Linked DNA regions of Sus scrofa: region 1 is linked to region 2. The links are chromatin contacts, called in public HiChIP or PLAC-seq maps. All regions are on one chromosome and are shown on one strand. Each heading gives the region's core, a stretch centred on a gene start, on an enhancer-like site or on the middle of the called end of the contact. The rest is flanking DNA. Distances are from core to core; before and after follow the strand shown.

Region 1 (7,224 bases), core at 3,919-6,418, 240 kb after region 2:
CAGGAACAGGCACAGGTGATGACGAAACTACCTCTTAGTGAGTAACAAAGGAAACTATTAGCACGGGTGCATCCCTCTAGGGCATAGTGCAGCTGCTTATAGAATAGCATGGTTCATGCATAACTCGCTTATCTTGTCTTTGAAGGAGACCCTGTACTTTAGAACTCTGCGTCAGCAGATGTTTGCCTTCTGCAGAGTTCAGCTGTTCCATGGTCTCCGACACCAGCCAGGCCTCAATCGCCCATTGCAATCTGGTCTCTGTTCTCAGACTCCAGTCGTTGAAGGGAGCCATACTCCAGGTCCAGATGGAGCTTTTCTTCCCTGATCTGACTCCATCTCTCTGGAGCCTTGGTACCATTGCATTTCCTGCACCACCCTGGCTCTACTCTCTAGACTGTCCCTCTAGTTTGCTGGATGGTTTCTTTCCATCTCCTTCACGGAGTCCTCCCTGGGTCTCCCCTGGGTCTCTGTGTCCCTCCTGCTGATCTTGCCCTCTGCCCTCTGCCCTCTCCCTTGGTGTCCTCAACCACATGTAAGCTGACGGCTCCCAGGTCTCCCTCCCCACCACAGATCTCTCTTCTCATCTCTGAATGTCCAGCTTCTCACGGACCTCTGCTTGTCTTCCTTCTTCTTAGCATTCTGAAGCTGAACTCCTCCCCAGTCTCTTCCAGGACTTACCCTTCCACTGGTATCATGTACTTTCAGGACTGTCACCCTTACCCCAGTTGCTCTAGTAATTGCCTTGGGCTCTAGTAATTATCTCGGGTTCCTCCTTCTCATGGCACCTTTTACATTCAGTCAGGTATCCCATCCTCATGAGTCTCCTTCTTCCAGTTCCTTGAATTCCCCTTCCTCTCCTTCCTCCACCATTGGGGAAAATCTTTACTGCTTCTCACACAGCTATGACAAAGGGCCCTTTGGGGACCTTCTTCTCCACTTCCATCCTCTGTGCAGAACAGCCAGGCTCATCCCTCCAGTGCTATCTGCTCAGAGCATCCTCTGGAGATAAAGAGGGGGTAAAGTTCACACTCCTTCAGTGAATCACATGGTCCCTCCTGAGGCAGTTCCTGTCAACATTTCCAGCCCCTCTATGATGCCGGAAAGATGTTGCCAGAATCCAGGTTCTTGTTCACGCAGTCCAAGAATGAACTCCGTGAACACACAGGCAGCAAGCAAACAAAGTCTTTATTAAAAGGAAAGAAAATAGCTCCCAGGGCTGCTGGGAGGGGGAAGAAGAGCCCCCACTTTCTGTTGTCCTATAGGGGTTTTTATCCCTTAAAGATGGGGCGGTACCCATGTGCGGTCTAGAAAGATGTGGTTTTCTCCCATTGGCCTTGCCCAGTTACCTGTATCAATCCTTGTCCAATAGGGGTCTTAGGGGTGGGAATGGCCCATAAGTGTTATGATGTCTTTGTCCTTCTCTTTCCTTAGAGACTAAGTCACCCTCCCTCTCATTCCTTTTCTATCAGTTGAGGAGAGGGTTAGAGATTAAGGTCCATGTGGGGGGAAGGCACATTTCCCATAGTAAACAAGGCCTGTGGGGGAAGGCACACTTCCTATAATAAAACAAGGCCTGTGGGGAATGACTCTCGAAAGCCCTTAAGCCACAAATGTTAATCAACAGCCAAATCAAAGAATGCATCGACGCCCATGTTCCTACCCTGACGGCCTGAGTTAATAGTCTGCCTCATCTCCACCTTCACTCCAGGCATGCCAGCCACTCGGGGTGCTGCAGGGTCATGCCCTGGGACGTGCCTTCACTGCCGTGCCTTCGGCTGGCTTCCTCCTAGGGCTAATTTCCAGTAGTCTGTCAAAACTCAGCTCATGCAACACCTCCCAGAACATAACTGCCTAGTACTGTCATGGCAATGTCACGTGCCTCTTTCCCCGCTGGCAGCTGCAGTGCTTAAGTGCCCAACACAGAGAAGGTGCTTTATAAATGATAAAGGAAATGGACCTTTTTTAAAATTAAAAAAAAATTTTTTTATAGAAACGTTTAACTCTTACTCACAAAGCTCAATGCTTCAGGTTAAGCTGCACTGTAACAAATCTTCAGGGTTGGCCTTATTTATTCATTTATTCACTTAGGCCAAGCCCATGGCTTGCAGAAGTTCCTGGTCCAAGGATCAAACCGGCACCACAGCAGCAACCCCAGCGCTGCGGTGACAACACCGGATCCTTAACCCGCTGTGCCGCAAGAGAACTCCTGATTTTTAAAGAGAAGCATCATTTGGGGTTGGTAGATGCAAACTATTAACATTTAGAATGGTTAAGCAGTGGGGTCTACTGCACAGCACAGGGAACTGTGTCCTATCTCTTGGGGTAGAACATGATGGAAGATCGTATGAAAATATATGTTGTGTATGACTGGGTCACTATGCTGTACAGCAGAAATTGACACAACACTGTAAATCAACTACACTCTAGTAAAAAAGGATCATTTGACTTTAATAATCAGATATTTGGAGGCTGCACACCTAGCCGACTGAGGATGAGACAACTATGCCTCGCTAATGTGTCCCTCCTCCCTGCCGCTTCCCCCCACCCCACCCCGGGGTTCCTGCACTCACTCTGTGATTGCATTCAGCTCTGGGGTTCACCATGCAGCAGGACTCAAGGCTTGTGGTAGGGACTGCCCCCCCCGTGGGGGTAGCGGCTTGTTGGTTGGAGGTGGATTAGAGCTTCTGTCAACAGCATGGCTTTCCTCAACCAGAAGCACACTGAGGCTTGGAGAAAGTGCTGCTGGAAGGTGACACTGTCGCGTCCCAGGAGGGTTGGTTGTAACTCACTCTGATTCTGTGCTTGAACAGAAGCAAGTCTTCATGTTTTACAGAAGCCTTCCTTGTTTGTTATGATGCGATGTTACCTGCTGTGCTTGAAATGTACTTGCTTCCCAATCCGCCCTCTGCAGTGGCTGAGGTTCTCTCTCGTCGCTGGTAATCAACTGAGCATGTCGCATAAGGTAACTGGCTGGCTGTCCAGCTGTGTAGACTGAAGCAGATCCAGTGGCCCAGACCCTGAGAGCCAGACCTAGCAGGAGCCTCGTCCCTGTCGCCAAGAGAGTCCTCTATTTCTGCTGTTCTTCTGAGCCTGAGCTCTCACATGAATGAGGAGATCTGCTGGGATCGGGTACCTAACAGAATGTACAGATCAGGACCTGGGAGGTTTGCAAGTGGCAGTGCCAACTCAAAATGATCTTTGCAGGGAGTTCCCATTGTGGCTCAGTGGAAACGAATCCTGCTAGTATCCATGAGGATGCGGGTTTGATCCCTGGTCTCACTCAGTAGGTTAAGGATCTGGGATTGTGGTGAGCTGTGGCGTAGGTCAAAGATGCAGCTAGGATCTGGTGTTGCTGTGGCTGTGCTGTAGGCCAGCAGCTGCAGCTCTGATGCGACCCCTAGCCTGGGAACCTCCATATGCTACAGGCATGGCCCTAAAAAAGCAAAAAAAAAAAAAAAAAAAAAAATGCAAAAAGATAAATTTACCAACTCAGAAGTGGAAAAGGAGACCTGTAGTTAGGATGGCCCTTTGTAGGTCCAGGGATGGTGTATCATCAAGACCTGTCTCTCCCCTTCTCCCCTCTCTGCTTATTTCTCTATGGGCTCCTTCTCGGGCCACCTCTCTCCTGTGACTGACTTAGTCTCTTTGGGCTGCTAAAACAAAAATAGCACAGACTGGGTAGCTTAAACAACAGACATTTCTTTCTCACAGTTCAGGAGGCTGGGAGTCCAAGGTCAAGGCCCTGGTAGCTTTGGTGTCTGGCGAAAGCCCACTTCCGGTTCCTAGATGCTGTCTTCTCCATCTGTCCTCACATAATGGAAGCAGAAAAAGAGTTCTGTAGGGTCTTATAACGGTGCTAATCCCACTTGTGAAGTCCTCACTCTTCTGGCCTAATCATCCCCAGAGGCCCCACCACCTGATACCATCACACTGGGGGTTAGCATTTCAGTATGCGGCTTTGGGGGACACAGAAGCATTCAGTCCGCTGCAGTGACCATCCTCAAGCCAAACGCTGTGATCATGGGGAGGGCGTGTTTGGAGCAGTCACCTAGGTCTGAGATAGTGATTGACTGCCTTGCCAAGGGAGGGGCAGTCTTAACAATGTCTGGGCAGGTATTAATCTCTTAAGGCTGCTGCAACAAATCACACAGCTGGTGGCAAAAAACAGCAGAAATTTATCTCACCGTTCTGAGGAGCAGACATTCTAAATCAAGGTGTCAGCAGGGCCACACGCCCTCGGAAGACGCTAGGGCATGATTCCTCCTCGCCTCCTCCAGCTCCTTTGGCCCCAGGCAGTCCCCAGTGTCCCTTACTTTCTAGCTGCATTGCACCAACCCCTGCCTCCGTCTTCACATGACCGCCCCTAGTACAAGTGTCCGGTCTCTGTCTTCTCCTCGTACAAGGGCACCTGTCCCTGGAGTCAAGGCCCACTCGATTAATCCACAATGATCTCATCTCCAGATCTTTTGCTTAATTACATCTGTAAAGACCCCGTTTCCAAATCAGATCCCATTCACAGAGGCTGGAAGTTAGGACTTGGGCATATCTTTGGGGAGGTGGGGGTGTGTGTATAATTCAACCCATGACAGGGCAGAAAGAAAGGGATAGATAACCATGACATTCTGCCCCTAGACTTCCTACCATCCGCCATGCCCTCTTCCCATATAAACAATTTCCAAAATGCAACCCCCCCACCCCACCCCCGCCCCTGCAACATGGCACAGGCTGCCTGTGTAAAACCAAAGCTGGCAGGTGTGCTTTCTTCTTGATCAGGTCTGGATGTTGCTCTTAATAATCTGTCAACTGACAGCTTAATGATCAATTTAAACGCCCCCAGCATTTAATAATGGAGAGAAAGTAAGATACTTGGAATAAAAACCACCGGCGTTTAGTAAAGGGGAGAAGGGGAAACATCACTCATCCGACATCCCACGGAGGGGGATGGGCAAGGAGCCACTTCGTTATCTCCGGAAAGATGTGAGCTCCTCAATCAGCCAGGGGTGCCTGGGGTTCTGTTTCTAGAAGACGCTCCCTTGTCCATGGCCCTCCATGGGCGGCCTCAGAGAGACCGTGCCTTCCAGAAACTGTAAACTCTAGCAGGCCCCCTATTTGAGGACATGAGGGCTGATGTCTGGGTCTGGCCCCGGCGCTTAAGCAATCTCAGGCTGTGGTTTGCTGGACTGGGATGTGTCTGGCCTCTGACCCTCTTAAACCCTCAGACAATTGCTGGGAAGATAGCTTTCTGATAACTCCATGAGCTGCCTACCAGACCCAGAACCCAGACAAGTCATGCTCTGGAATCTGGACCCTGTCCTCCCCATGTCTAGCTCCTAACCACCGTCTCGGGGCTCTGGCCTCGCCTAGCCTTCATTTAGACTTTGTCCCTTTGGCCTCTGGCCTGGACACACTGGGTTGGAGGTCAGGGGAGGCAGGACTAATCTGGCCGCTTGCCTTCAGGTGCTTTCCCAGTGGACAGCCACCTACAGTGGGGGTAACAGCCACTTCAGTCAGGTAGGGGGTATCCAGCAGGAGCTGCTAGAGAGGGAGCCACCCTCTGCAAGGTCCCTCTCCTGTCTCCCTCTGTGTTTTTCCCTCTCCCAGCCTGTGCTTGCACCAGCTTTAGCCTGGAGCAGGGATTTGTCTGTTGCAATCCTTAAAGATGATTTTCTGGCTCTCAGCTCCGTTGAATTAAGTTGAATTACTGGCCACAGGCAGAAAGAGACTTTGTTTTCCCCTTTCCCTGCTTTTAGAAAGGCCAGCTGAAACTCGAGGTTGTCTTTTATTATGGAATATCACTAAAGGCTGAAGAAATGGTCAACACATCCCAGTAATCAGGTTTTTTGTTTTTTTTTTTTTTTTCTTAAAAAAAAGCCTCTAAAGTTACCTCACTGGGCATGTGGTTTGATTCACCAAATTCAACGGGAGAGTTTTTAGCGACTTTGCTCTTCTGAACAGATATTGCTTACTTCCTGGTCAGGGATGGGGGGGCTCCACACTGTCCTGCTCCCCACCACCACACAACCAACTTTGTATATTGGAGGCTCACAAACCCCACTCCTCATACAAAATTCGATGCTACTTAGGACACTTTTTTTTTTATAATTTTTTTATTTTCCCACTGTACAGCAAGGGGGTCAGGTTATCCTTACATGTATACATTACAATTACATTTTTTCCCCCAACCTTTCTTCTGTTGCAACATGAGTATCTAGACAAAGTTCTCAATGCTATTCAGCAGGATCTCCTTGTAAATCTATTCTAAGTTGTGTCTGATAAGCCCAAGCTCCCGATCCCTCCCACTCCCTCCCCCTCCCATCAGGCAGCCACAAGTCTCTTTTCCAAGTCCATGATTTTCTTTTCTGAGGAGATGTTCATTTGTGCTGGATATTAGATTCCAGTTATAAGTGATATCATATGGTATTTGTCTTTGTCTTTCTGGCTCATTTCACTCAGTATGAGATTCTCTAGTTCCATCCATGTTGCTGCAAATGGCATTATGTCATTCTTTTTATGGCTGAGTAGTATTCCATTGTGTATATATATATCACATCTTCTGAATCCAATCATCTGTTGATGGAAATTTGGGTTGTTTCCATGTCCTGGCTATTGTGAATAGTGCTACAATGAACATGCGGGTGCACGTGTCTCTTTTAAGTAGAGCTTTGTCCGGATAGATGCCCAAGAGTGGGATTGTGGGGTTAGGACACTTTTGATTGCAACTGGATCTGCAACTGGCTACTTAGGAATGGGAATCAGGAATGGCTGGATCCAGACATTCAGTGATGACTCTGTCTCTCTCTACCCCACTGTGATTCTTCAGTCCTCTTTTCTGCTTTTCTCTATGCTGGCCTCATTTGCAGGCTGATTTTCAAGAAGCTGTAGGTTTGCTCTGCAAATAGTAATCCCACCTCTTTCTTGATTTTTCCAACAGAAAGGCAGTGATGGCTCTGAGTGGGCCAACTTGGAACTTCTGTTCTTCCCTGTATTAATCACTGAGGCCAGATAAGTAGAAATATCCCCAAGAGCTGGTCTGAGTAACATGCCCACCAAGGATGGGACAGGTAATGCCATGGTCCCTCTGGATTGGAGGAAAAGTAGCTTCTGAAAGGAAAAAAAAAAATCCTGGGGAGGCAAAAGTTAAGTGGTCAGGGGCTGGGCCTCTGAGCTGGCTCTTGATTTGCATTTTCCTGATAGTCAAGAGCATGCTGCCTGCCTAGCCTTTGC
Region 2 (6,437 bases), core at 3,411-5,910:
ACAAAGAAAACCGCACCTGAGCGAGTGAAAACGATACGAGGACAGCAGACTTGCAAACAGAAGACGACAAGCGGAAGAAACCTCAGTATCTGTATAACTCGGAGCAACCAAACAAGGAGGTATTTATTTAAGGAGGGAAAAGTTAGGACATGGGAAAGGCAAAGCTGAAACAACTTAAACCACAACCGAAACCCCGGGTGTGGAAGGAAGGCTCCAACCAGCTCTGGCTGAACTGAGCCCGCAGGTGGGAGCAGCTGCCCAGGATGTCCCTGCGTCTGTCCCCAACGGACCCCACGGCCGCTGCTCGTGCCTGCTGAACGCCTTCTGTCCACCCTTCCTGCAGATCCAGGGCGGCACTTACGCAGTCTCCATCCTTCCCCAGCTCCTCACTGGCCCCCGGCGCCCCATGGGCACCTCACCGGCTCAGGTTCTCGCCTCCCCTTTTGGCCTCTGCGCTGCCCTCGCTCTGTCCCACCGTCCACCCCAGCAGTCCTCGTGCTTCCGGGACTTTGGCCAAGCTACTTAGTCTCCTTAGATGGCCCTTCTTAGAAGCTTCTTCATCTGGCCCAGGTGGCCCACCCATCCCAGGGTGTAAGCTCTCAGGATGTGTCACTAGCGGTTCCACCCTCTGTCATCATAAGCCCAGACAGAAGACGGGGTGCAGAAGGGAGCTTTAGAGTCGGGCAGTCCTGGCTTCAAAGAGCTGCTTTTTTTACTTACGAGTTTTGTGCCCTTGGGCAAATTAGTTTAAGCTCTCTTAGACCATTTCTTCATCTATAAAATAAAAGTAACAAGGTGTAGCACCAGGTTTACGTGACATTGCGTTCTTCACACACCTAGCATCGTGTCTGGCGCCCAGGAGATACTCAGCAAGTGGTTAATCTCTGTCTCCCAAGGCTAAGCTTCTATGAAAGAAGCCCTGTCTTCCTGAACTTCTCCACTGCTGCTGCCCCCAGGGCTGGGGGCTGCTCCCTACACCTCCTCTGCGCCCCGTGCAGACCCTGGCAGATGCCTTTTCACTCTGTGGGGTGCTTATCCAACACATGCCTGTCCGCCCCGCTAAACCCCTGCTCCTCGGGGGTAGAACTAGGTCTGCGTCTCACTCTATCCCCACACCTTGCAATGTGCCAGGGTCTGCCATCCAATGCTTATTAGTGGAATGAGTAAAAACTCCTTAAAAATACTGTAAGGCAGTGATAAGGCAGAGACTGTCTTGATGGAATGGTTTCGATGAAACAGAGGGACCCCAGCAGGCAATCGTCCTGGGGAGTCTCTGGGGACGGAGGCCACATCTGTCCAGCACTCCTCTTCCTCGATGCCAGGAATTCCTGCGTTTCCACCATCCTCTCTTCCCAACCCTCGCTATTAAATGGGAAAGCTTGCCTTTCTAGCTGCAAGCTCCACCTCCCCAAACAGGGGACAGAGGCTCTTCTACTACCTAGAGAGAAACAAAGAAAGCCCAGCAGGTGGTGTGCTAATGGGATCAGGCGTTGCTATGGGGTACTTTTCTCATCACTCAGAGAGATAGATGGGTGAGAGTCTGGATTCTGCAGATCAGAAAACTGAGTATAAAGACTGGGTTGATAACCTGCTCAGATCCGGCCAGAGGAGGGGGAATGCAGCAATGGTGGTGGTGGTGACACCTGTCATTGTAATGGAAAGCACGCAAGTCTATTGGCTGCTTACTTTGTGCCAGGCTCTATTCTAAGTATTCTATGTGTATCGACTGATTTCATCCTTTATTACCTACACCTTCCCCAAAAGAAAGGATGCAGAAAGGCGGGCCACCCTGCCTGAGCTCTGCTACCCAGAACTGGCAGCGTGTGGACAGGGACCCAGGTGTCTGCCCTCAGAGTCCAAACTCAGTTTCTTGAGCAATAGTCCTGTGCTTGTCTGCCTAACCCTTCCACACGGAGTTCCAGAAGCTCCAGAAATGCAATGTGACCTTGGTATTTCCTGCCTGGTCCATATGTCCGCAGGCCTCTCTTGTCTTTGGGGGGGAGTCTCTCCTAGACGGTGACAAAGGCTAAGTTCTCCTGCCATAACTCGATATCATACAGCTCTTTGTGTTTTTTCTTTTTGGCTTTTTAGCACCGCACTTGCGGCACATGGAGGTTCTCAGACTAGGGGTCAAATCGGAGCTACAGCTGTCGACCTATGCCACAGCCACAGCAAGGCAGGATCTGAGCCACGTCTGTGACCTACACCGCAGCTCATGGCAATGCCAGATCCTCAACCCACTGAGCAAGGCCAGGGATCGAACCCGCAACCTCACGGTTCCTAGTCAGATTCATTTCCACTGTGCCACGACAGGAACTCCCACACAGCTCTTTGACTTCCTTCTTCCTGCTCCTCTTTTCTCAGGCTGACTTTTTCAAAACTGAACTTTAATTTAGAAACAACATGCGTGAGGATAAGCGCCAGACGCTAGGTGCACAGCTCCATGACTTCACCACAAAGTAAACATACCCATTTTAAGAAACAACATTTCCCACATGTTGGAAGCTGAGAAGCTTCCCTCGTGCCTCGGATATAATCCTTCTCCTATGTCCATCCAGCTCTAGAGATCTGCCTGCTTTTGAACTTGATACAAATGGAAGCTTGCAGTATATGTTCCTTTACAACTGGCTTCTTTTAAGGTTGTCTGGGAGGTTCATCCGTGCTCTTGTGAAGCAGTCACTCCCTCCTGGTTACTGCCATCTGGTGTGATGTCTACACCACAGACCCCTCTGCAGTTCCACTTCATATCCCACCACCCCCGCTCTCCCCTCCCTCTATGCTGTGGATACTCGACACGCCACGTCCTCCTTCTCTGGGGCTTCCTGGCTGCCACAGAGGAGCGAGGTGCCCTGGGACCCAGTCAGCACCCACACATCCAACCCCAGGTGAACCTACGCTGGGGGAAACCTCTCACCAGGGAGATGGAAGCCAGGGGACAAATCCCTCTCATCTCTGATCCACCGACAGGCCGCCCTGAGACACGGTAGGTCGCAAAGCTCTTGGAAGATGACACTTTTGTAGTGAGTAGCGACCAACACAGTAACACCCCCGCCTTCCACTCTGGCCTCACTCTGTTTTCCCTTCTGTCTCTTTCTTCAGTTGGACGGCAGTGGGAACCCCATTCCCCAGTGTAACTGGGGTGTCAGACAGGAAGTCATGCAACTTCAAAGTCCCTTCCTAAGGTTCTGCTTTTGGGGTCACTGTTGGCACCAACTCTCGTAGCCTGGGTTCCCCAGAAAGCACACAATCTAAAGCAAAAGCTTATATACAATCATGTTAGGAAGGAGTACAGTCCCTGGGGAGGAGGTTTGAGGAGACAGGGACCAAGGCCCCCGCTAAAATGGCCCAGCAGGGATCAGGGGACACAATGCGAATGGATTCTGAGGATGCTGAACTGGGGTGGGCGGGTGGAACATAAGGCCTGACGGAGAAGAAATTATTGCCATGGAAACATTTTCTGAGACTCAGGATTCAACATCCTGGCAGGGCCACCTGGAGCCAGTGCTGGGAGTCGGCTGCAAAGGCTCCCTTGAAGCTGGGACAAAGCAGTGCACAGGGTCAGCAGATACACAGATTCATAAAGCTGCAGCAGCAGTCAAGATGCTGTGGACATGGCACGCTCAGAATCAACCCTAGGAAGTCCAGAAGTCACAGCAAATGACATGCACAGGAGCCTGTCACCTCCCTCTATTGCACCAAGGCTTCTTCCTTAACTCACATCTCTGGCCTCATCGAGGGGGGCTCCCCATGATCAAGAGCCACTGGCCTACACCACAGCCATAGCAACTCGGGATCCGAGCCGCGTCTTCGACCTACACCACAGCTCACAGCAATACCAGATCCTTAACCCACTGAGCAAGGGCAGGGATCAAACCCGCAACCTCATGGTTCCTAGTTGGATTTGTTAACCATTGCACCACGACGGGAACTCCTCAGCCTAAGAATTTTAAAGGCACACAGACATTCAGTTCCAGTTTCGAGAGGAAACTGGGCCTACCTTCTAGATGAGCTGGCCTGCTTTCAGGTGGGTGCAGTTGGCCTGTTAGAACATGAAAAGCTCAGTGAAGTCGCCCACTCAAGACAGTAGCCGGTGGGGCTGGGGGGCTGTCCTTGAGGACTGTGCTGAACCACTGATCAATGGCTGATCCACTGGTGTTGGGTCCCCCACTCTAGAGTCTAAGGGGGAAGGACCCATTATTCTATAATTACAGAAATCACATTGCCTGCTGCTGTGGCCTCGGGGTCTGTGAGATGTCTTGTGTCCGTGAACTCAAGCGATCGGCTCCTCTGGTCACAGGAGGGGGTCACTCAGTGCGCCTTCCGCCCTCCCTCCCTCTTTCCCTGCCTCCCTCCTGCCTCCCCGGGATGCTGCTACTCAGGAACAAGACAAAACATAAGCTTTAACTCTAGGTTCTGCTTCTAGGAAACCCAGACAGAACAGCTTTCTATTGTTGATAAACGTTGGACTCGTTTCCAGTTTGGGGCATTTTGAAACCTGCTGCCATATATCTTCTTGTCCATGTCTTTCGGACATAAAACCACGCATTTTTGCTGACTACATCCCTGAGACTGGAACTGCTGGCCTTTTGCTCTGTGTCTGTTCAGTAGGCACTGCCGAGTAGTTTTCCAAAATCTGCTCCACTTCCTCATCTCACCCTACTTCCTAACAGATATTATGTGGCTACATCCAAGAAAGTACCCTTTGCCTTATAGTTTTCTTGCTTTCTGATGTGTAAGAATTCAGCAGGCTGTTGGGGTGGAATTCTCCAATTTGGAAATACTTAAAGGAGACTGGTGATAGGGACTTTGTAGACAAGTCCCTTCTCTGGAAGAGGTAGAATTAAACAAACTTTAGGCTCCTCTCAACTCTAAGATCTTACAATTTAGTTGATGATCCTGGAAGCAACTTCTGTTAAGAATAATTCTGTGTCTGCAAACTGCAAGTGGTGCGGCAAGAAAGTATCTATATACCTACAGATATACATCTCTATATATCTGGGTGTGTGTGTGTATACACACATAAGAGGGAATTAGAAAGAAAGAGGAAGCAAATGTGGCGAAATGTCAAATGGTCACAGTGTTATTCTCCCACACTTTCTCCAGGTCTGAAATTTTAAAAATACAATTTTTGAAAGAGAGTGAAAAAATAAGAAATCCTGAATAAAACACTTGGCAGAAGTATGTTTTAAATGTTATTATATTCCACCCCATGGATATGCTATCCACACCTTTGGGCGGGCATATAATCCTATCCTACATTTATTAAATACTGTGTGTTAGGAACTGAATGGCTGTGTGCCTTTAAAATTCTTAGGCTGAGGAGTTCCCGTCGTGGTGCAATGGTTAACAAATCCAACTAGGAACCATGAGGTTGCGGGTTTGATCCCTGCCCTTGCTCAGTGGGTTAAGGATCTGGCATTGCTGTGAGCTGTGGTGTAGGTCGAAGACGCGGCTCGGATCCCGAGTTGCTGTGGCTGTGGTGTGGGCCAGTGGCTCAGCTCCAATTAGACCCCTAGCCTGGGAACCTCCACATGCCGCCAGAGCAGCCCTAGAAAAGGCAAAAAGACAATTAAATAAATAAATAAATAATTAATTAATTAAATTAAATTCTTAGGCTGAAGACCTAACCGTCAATGTGACTCGCATTTGTGGACAGGACCTTTATGGAGATAAAGGTAATGAGGTCATGAGTGTGGGGTCCTCCTCCAAGAGGATTAGTGTCCTAAGAGAAAGAGACCCCAGAGAGCTGGCTCTTGCTCTCTCTCTAAGCACATGCACTGAGGTGAGGTCATGTAAGGACACAGTGAACAGATGGCTGTTTGCAACCCAAGGGAGAAGCCCTCGCCAGATACCAACGGGGCTGGCACCTTGGCCCTGGACGTCTCAGCGCCCAGAACTGTGAAATAAATTTCTGTTGTTTAAGTCACCAGCCTGCAATATTTTGTTATGGTGGCCTGAGGCAGACTAAGATACTGCGTAAGTTCTATTTTAATTCACATCCTGTTCGTTTCCAATGAACTGCACATCCATGAGGTGGGCTAAGTTGTAATCAAAGCCAAATGATAAGACATGACCCATCTTCCTGAAGGAATTGTTTTACCCAATTGGGATAACAGATTGTTTACATACGAAAGGATCCACATTCATGTTTAGATGTGACATGTAAAAACGCCAGAGATAGAAGGCCAACCAGACGAAATAAATTTTGTGCTCACTATGCGATGACTCTGCCTGTGTATCTAGGTGCTCTGGAGATGGGTCCTCGTTTATATTGAAAAGTTTGCAAAACATTCTTTTTTGACAGTTTAAGGCAGGTGCTAACTTTGCTTTTCATCTGCAAGTAGTTCATTTTTGTATCCCTAAAAGGCAGGGATTTTTAAAAACCACAACTACAACTTATTATACCCAAGAACAATTAGCAGTAATTCCTTTGTAGC

Evidence for each region. HiChIP or PLAC-seq counts read pairs in DNA pulled down with a chosen protein or histone mark.
Region 1: a contact with region 2 is called in an H3K27ac HiChIP or PLAC-seq map of alveolar macrophages. The contact joins two enhancer-like sites. A contact is called at or near these places in 4 of 47 Hi-C or Micro-C datasets (embryonic fibroblasts, epiblast stem cells and liver) and 2 of 2 datasets of contacts at active chromatin or transcription factors (alveolar macrophages and skeletal muscle).

Annotation. Positions count from the first base shown.
Region 1 is chr7:112,805,348-112,812,571 of Sscrofa11.1, forward strand. All of the region lies in intron 2 of C7H14orf159 (UPF0317 protein C14orf159 homolog, mitochondrial), which reads left to right. Among named protein-coding and RNA genes, the nearest start is that of C7H14orf159, 55 kb to the left of the region's middle. Within about 2 kb of position 5,169, at least 16 of the 83 cell types and tissues checked have an H3K27ac peak or open chromatin away from gene starts, as enhancers often do. A contact at or near this core is called in alveolar macrophages, where this site is marked.
Region 2 is chr7:112,569,216-112,575,652 of Sscrofa11.1, forward strand. All of the region lies in intron 14 of RPS6KA5 (ribosomal protein S6 kinase alpha-5), which reads right to left. Among named protein-coding and RNA genes, the nearest start is that of TTC7B, 53 kb to the left of the region's middle. Within about 2 kb of position 4,661, at least 1 of the 83 cell types and tissues checked has an H3K27ac peak or open chromatin away from gene starts, as enhancers often do. A contact at or near this core is called in alveolar macrophages, where this site is marked.